2 separate regions of the Zea mays genome follow, and region 1 is linked to region 2. A link is a contact called in public Hi-C data. All regions are on one chromosome and are shown on one strand. Each heading gives the region's core, a stretch centred on a gene start, on an enhancer-like site or on the middle of the called end of the contact. The rest is flanking DNA. Distances are from core to core; before and after follow the strand shown. Region 1 holds the start of LOC100282052. Region 2 has its middle 11 kb from the start of LOC103638765.

Region 1 (3,567 bases), core at 266-2,765, 280 kb after region 2:
ATTTACAGTGTTGATTACCAGTGACGACACGATTAATAATTGACCAACAGCAAGAGATGCTGGGGTACCAGCAAGGCAAACGAAAGAACCTTTGCTCGTCCCCAAGAGGCATCTGACCCTTGCTCTTGCTCGCCAAAACCTGAGAATCTGAATCCCCAATTAAACTAGCTTCAGCGTTCATTAAGAAAGCAACTTATGTGATACCAGACCGACAGCAGGCATAAAGAAACTTTGAAGGACACTGCAACGCTGACAATCCCCAATTAAACTAGATAACCATAGCAATTAGCCGCAGCTGCAGTGCACAGCCTAATATCAAGAGCCTAGTATTTGTTTGGCATGGTGAGCATCACAGCATCAACCTTCCAGTCAAAATGGAGCCATTTTGCGGCTGGGCGGCCCCTTCTCTCCTTTGATAATAATAGAGAACGCCTGTGATAGTAGTGGTACTATGCAGATGATCAATTCTCAGACAAGAGTTGCATACCATGACAAGTCATGAAACAGAGGGCGTCAACAATTGCATGAAGCTAGACCTATAAAGCCATGTTCGCAAGAAACTTGCATCTCTGCAGTGCACTAGTAACAGCGCCGGTCACAACAGTGGCGGCAGTAACACAAGCCACCGTTGCCGTCACGATTATTTTCAGGGAAAAGAAACCAACTCTTGCCGGAAGAGACGAACCAACCATGGCGTCGCGAGTTCAGAGCGCGTTGAGCATGTCCTCGGCGCTGCTGTTGGTGAACGCGCCGCCCTCCTCGAGGTTGATCACCTTGACCACGCCGTCCTCCGCGAGCAGCGCGTAGCGGCGGGACCGGACGCCGAGCCCCACGGGCTTGTCGGAGAGGTCGAGCTCGACGCCCATGGCGCGCGCCAGCTCGCCGTTGCCGTCCGACAGGAGCAGCACCTCGTCCCCGATCCCCAGACTCTCCTTCCACGCGCGCATCACGAAGGCGTCGTTGACGGAGACGCAGGCCACGGTGTCGACGCCCTTGGCGCGGAGCTCCCCGGCCTTGGCCACGAACCCCGGGAGGTGCTTCTGGGTGCAGGTGGGCGTGAACGCGCCGGGCACGGCGAAGAGCACCACCTTCTTCCCCGCGGTGAGGTCGCGGACCGTCACCGTCTTCAGCTCGCCGTCGGGGGAGGACGTGTCGAAGTAGGAGAGCGTCGCGTCAGGGAGCCGGTCCCCGACCGCGATGGTCTTGGCCGCCGCCGCGGGGGCCGCCGACGCCGACGACGCCACGGCCCGGATTGGCGCGCCAAGGAACCCCCGGAGGGGTGCCCCGGCGGCCAGGCGGCGGGAGGCGAAGGAGAGGGAGGAGGAGGAGGCGGGGCGCGACAGGAGGATGCGCTTACCGGCGGCGGCCGCGGTGGCGGACAGAGCAGCGAGGGCGGAGGTAGCCATGGAGATGGGGTGGGTGGCGATGCGGTCGAGGAATTGGCCTGGGGCTGGAGGTTTCTGTATTCACTTTGGGGGACGCGACTCGCGAGCCCTAGGATGGAATGGGAAATGGGATCCTCTGCAATCCGGGATCTGGTGGTAGTAGGAGTGTGATTGGCTGCGGGCGGCGGGGCTTAGCCGATGTGCTCTGCCTCTGCGCCTCTGCCACGTCGTGTCGTCTCTTCGACTTAGGTTCGGTATAATCAAGTCTTTTTCGTGCCGTGAGCCCGTGAGTACGATAGGTCAGATAAGGCCGAGCCGTCTAATAGCCTGAAACAAGTCTAGATTTACAATACATAATCCAGATTCATACGTAAGTCACAATTCAAAATCTAATACAAGTCTAGCTTCACATTACATAATCAGATTCATATACATATCACCATACAACTATAAGTCCATATTACAATTACAACTACAAGTCCACATTCGCAATTATAAGTCCAGATTCCAAAGCATAACATTAATACTTCAGCAAAGTAGATATTTAATTAGGTTTGGAGCTAATGTGCAATGTTGTCTCGTTAAAAACCTTTCTAGGTAAAAACTCACACCTCGTGAGAAAATCCTAGAAAGAAAGAAAAAAGAATACAATTGGCTCCAAATTAAAGTATTAATGTCCGTTATAGTCCATAGTACATAAAACAAATAAGTTACAGTCCAAACAAACTTTCAAACAGAGGCTGCATCTTCAAGGATCATACTTTCATGAATAACTTCCATCTCTTTGGTGTCCTTCTCCACATTGTGCTGCATATGTGAGTCTGCTAATTTCCAATCCTTTATACATGACAAAATCTCCACCTCAATCACTCTGCCAACAAGACTAAAAGTTGATTCAGAAGATAGAGTTGAAGCAAGAACAATCATGACATCTGTAGCAAGGAGAGAAAGAATATGATAAGTAAGCTTATTGAAAGTCGCCTAGAGGGGGATGAATAGGGCGAAATTGAAATTTACAAAGTTAATCACAACTACAAGCCGGATTAGCGTTAGAAATATAATCGAGTCGGCGAGAGAAGTTGCAAAACAAATCGCAAGCAAATAAAGAGTGTGACACGCGGATTTGTTTTACCGAGGTTCGGTTCTCGCAAACCTACTCCCCGTTGAGGAGGCCACAAAGGCCGGGTCTTTTTCAACCCCTTCCCTCTCTCAAACGGTCCCTCGAACCGAGTGAGCTTTCTCTTCTCAAATCAACCGGGAACAGAACTTCCCCGCAAGGACCACCACACAATTGTGTCTCTTGCCTTGGTTACAAGTGAGTATTGATCTCAAGAAAGAATGAGAAAGAAGAAAGCAATCCAAGCGCAAGAGCTCAAAAGAACACAACAAATCACTCTCACTAAACACTAATGCTTTTGTGGAATTGGGAGAGGATTTGATCACTTGGGTGTGTCTTGTATTGAATGCCTAGCTCTTGTAAGTGATTGGAAGGTTGAAAACTTGGATGACTTGAATGTGGGGTGGTTGGGGGTATTTATAACCCCAACCACCAAACTAGCTGTTTGGTGGAGGCTGTCTGTCGCATGGTGCACCGGACAGTCCGGTGCGCCAGCCACGTCACCAGGCCGTTGGGTTCCGACCGTTGGAGCTCTGACAGCTGGGCCCGCCTGGATGTCCGGTGGCGCACCAGACATGTCCTGTAGAGTGTCCAGTGCGCCACTTCGCGCGTGCCTGACTTTTGCGCGCTCTGGCGCGCATTTAATGCTTCTGCAGGTGACCGTTGGCGCGAAGTAGTTGTTGCCCCGCTGGCTCACCGGACAGTCCGGTGTGCACCGGACATGTCCGGTGAATTATAGCGGAGCGGATTCCCGAAGCTGGCGAGTTCAGAGTCGCTTCATTCCTGGAGCACCAGACACTGTCCGGTGTACACCGGACAGTCCGGTGAATTATAGCGGAGCGCCTCTGAGTTTTCCCGAAGGTGAAGAGTTTGGTTTGGAGTTCCCTGGTGCACCGGACATTGTCCGGTGGTGCACCGGACACTGTCCGGTGGTGCACCGGACAGTCCGGTGCGCCAGACCAGGGCTGCCTTCGGTTATCCCTTGCTTTCTTTGTTGAACCCAATTCTTGGTCTTTTATTGGCTAAGTGTGAACCTTTGGCACCTGTATAACTTATAGACTAGAG
Region 2 (3,333 bases), core at 283-2,782:
TGGTATATAAGATGTTTTGGCTCTAGCCTCCCTACACACATAGCAACTTTTAGATCAACCCTCCAACAAATGTTCTATACGACTTGGAGCGAGGATACTTGAGTATAAAACAAAATATATTAGACACCAAATATATTTGCCTGAAAAAATGTGCTCTCGGTCCATGAGCAGATCTAAGTTTGCACTATACCATGTACGATAAGTCTAGGGTAGTTTAAAAAAAATATAAGTACAACCAAAGGAATTCAGCATTTCAGCAACTATTTGTAAAAGTAGTAAATTTGAAAATAGCTCGTATCCTACTTTTGCTGCTTATCCAAATATATTATATTAATAAACAGATACAGTAAATAGAAACCAAAAAGGATTAAAATAATAATTAAGTGTTATAATAAAATAAAACAAAATTATTTTTAATAAAACATTAAAAATTAAGATGTAAATTTAATTTATTTGTATAAATATTAGAAACACAAATATGAAATCGTTTTTTAAATTAGATATATTGATTAATAGATATAGTTAAACAAAGTGCATATAAACAATATACAATTTATTTATCATGGACAAATGACAACAATTTGAACCAAATGACTTTTAGTTTTTTCCTGTCACAACTTTTTCACAGCAGACAACTGGCAAACATCTTTATCGTAGATGATAGCTGAACCAAACACACTCTAAGGGATTGTACAACCTGACACCATGATGTGGTTTTTTTAAGTAAAAGGCACAACTAAGACATGTATAAATACAATGGAGTGTATGTAAACCTTATGCCTTATTCAATAAAACTATCTAAGACATGACTTATTTATTTGGGTTAATTGTGCCGGTAAAGTTGTGCCTTAGGCTTAGAAAACCGAGTGAGAGGTGTGTCTTGATGAAGACATGGTTTCCTCGCTCTTTTATGTTACCCCTCTATACACACGTCAAGACACGATGCGTTAATATCCTTTGTAAACATGCCCTAAGAAAGGGCTCATTTGGTTCGCGTGGGATAAATTTTAGTCTCGTCTCATCGGATGTTTGGATACCTGTTAGAGGTATTAGATGTAGTGTAATTATAAAACTAATTACAAAGATAAGCACTAAATGATGAGACGAGTCTATTAATCCTAACTAGTCTATGATTCTCTCATGTTATGCTACATTAAACATTTGCTAGTCATAGATTAATTATGCTTAATTTTTTTCTTGGCGTTAATTAGTTTTATAATTAGACTATACATATTACTTGTAATTGACATTCAATGTGAACCAAACATATTTTAGTCCAAGGGAGAGGTCATGTAATAAAATGGGGCTAGTAGATGACGACCGAGACGGAAGAAGAAAAAAAATCAGGCAAAGGTTGGCATATTACGTGTTCTGGCCCAACCCACGAGCCTGCGGGTGCCCAGCGTGAATCGGGAACCTGCCGGGCCTAAATAAAATTGGCATCATTCATTCAATTCTGAACCTGGGGCCCGTTCGAAAACTCTGCAATGGGCCGTGCAGGTGCTGGCACGTAGCAGCGTCCAACGGCCATATTCATAACACGAGGCCCGCATGCATGCATGTCCAGTCGCCAAGGGTAGCCCGAAGCAGCTGCGCCTGCGACAACTGCAAGGGAAGCTGTCGTGCATGGTGGTCGTTTGGTGTCTTAATTCCTGGCGGATGCTTAATTTGGCGGCGCAGACATGCAAATGATGCACGGTCACATCATCGCATGTATATATAGTACATACAAGGAGGCATATATGTAGATCACTAGTGCATAGCTAGCCGAAAAACACACACACACGCTCTGATCGTCGCTAGTGCCGATCGAGCCTTTTTACAAAGAGACCGGCCGGATGATGTAGCTTTCATATTAGCTAGCTTTATTTCTCGGTGGAATCCCAGATCATCATCTTCTCCAGGTAGACTCGGGAAAGGCAAACTTATGGTATGTGTGTTTGGTTGGAGAGTCAACTAGGATAGGACGGCTCTATTTTAGTTTCTAAGAATCGAGTCATTTCATTATGTGTTTGGCAAGTAGAACGGAACCGCTATATTTTTTGTTTGGTAGAAGAGTAGAATAGAGCGGAACCGTTCCCGTTTATTGTTTGGTTGGAGAGCCGTATGAGTGTGGAGTGGAGGAGAGAAAAGAGAGCGCTCGCATTCTTATCGTTTTGGTGTAGCGAGAGCATCCTAAATATTTGTCACATATAGACCCCAATATAGCCGTTTCGCCGAACATAAAAAAGTAAGAATAAAGCCGTTCCATTCCTCACCGATCCTCGATCAAACACACCATTAAAGCTAGCGATGATCGATGCCATGTAGTATGCGCCTGGATGTCGATGTAGTAGATGGCCCATCGAAAGCAACCCCCCGGGACGACATACCTAAAACCGGTCGCGTTTATCACGCACTGAGAGCATGCGGAAAAAGGTGGAGGAGGGATCTCGACCGACCTCCGCTGATCACACCCCGTGGCCCGTGTGCGTCGGCGTCGGCGCCGGCTGAATCTGCTTCTCCACCGAGATAAGCAAAGCATATACTTATATATATTGCGCAGGACCGATCATCAACCTCACTCAGCCGGCCGGTCCGGTCCGGTCGGCTTTAGTTTTTGGATCGGGCAGGTCGACGAGGTTATCCTCCTCCACAAAGCAGGCACGCGCGCGCGACCATCACCGAACTCTCTCGCCGTCTCGCCACGACGACGCCACGGGGGCGGATAGCAGGTGTGTGACCGGCCGGACGCAAAGTGGAAAGGCGTGCGCGGCATCTTTGCCTCAGCTCTTTTTCTTTATTGCTAGTACTTCTCTCTGTCGTTCTGCTTTGGTCATTGGGTAATTATCATGTCATGTCATGGCAAACCGACCTACCCAAGACACGTCAACGACCAAGTGGTGGCTGAATAATGTATCATAAAATATTCATACTATACTCAGCTGCCGCTCTTCTCAGGGATCTGCTGTATATACAACAGCAAACTCTTCATGGGCGCGTGGATTTTAGTCTTCTTCCGGACGATCGACCCACCGCTATTATGTGTGTGGAGTGTTAACAAAGCTGTTACCTCTGTAACCTACCTGGAAGATAGGAATGGTTAGCTGAAAGATAGGAATGGTTAGCCGGATAGATACGTACAGTTAGCTTCAACACCGGATAACTATTCACAGTTTTATGTAAATCCTTTTGTGTATTCTAATCTATATAATGAGTGCTGGCCGCCCTGATTAGTGCGAGCCATTCTGTATCTCAACTTGGTAATCAGAGCCTAGGTCATTTTTTCCCACCCACCCTCGCTATGGCTTCCGACTCCATTTCATCCGGTGCTGTCACCTCCAACAACACCTC

What was found. A called contact is a pair of places that touch in the nucleus more often than the background predicts.
Region 1: a contact with region 2 is called in a Hi-C map of bundle sheath, with 2.4 times the contacts expected there. The contact joins the promoter of LOC100282052 here to the enhancer-like site in region 2. A contact is called at or near these places in 2 of 25 Hi-C or Micro-C datasets (bundle sheath and tassel).

Annotation. Positions count from the first base shown.
Region 1 is chr9:104,082,954-104,086,520 of Zm-B73-REFERENCE-NAM-5.0, forward strand. It overlaps LOC100282052, which reads right to left and starts at 1,516. Exons shown (of 1, transcript NM_001154965.2): 1 at 420-1,516. The coding sequence starts at 1,406. The coding sequence ends at 705.
Region 2 is chr9:103,798,684-103,802,016 of Zm-B73-REFERENCE-NAM-5.0, forward strand. No RefSeq gene overlaps it. Among protein-coding and RNA genes, the nearest start is that of LOC103638765, 11 kb to the right of the region's middle. Within about 2 kb of position 1,533, at least 17 of the 20 cell types and tissues checked have an H3K27ac peak or open chromatin away from gene starts, as enhancers often do. A contact at or near this core is called in bundle sheath and tassel, where this site is marked.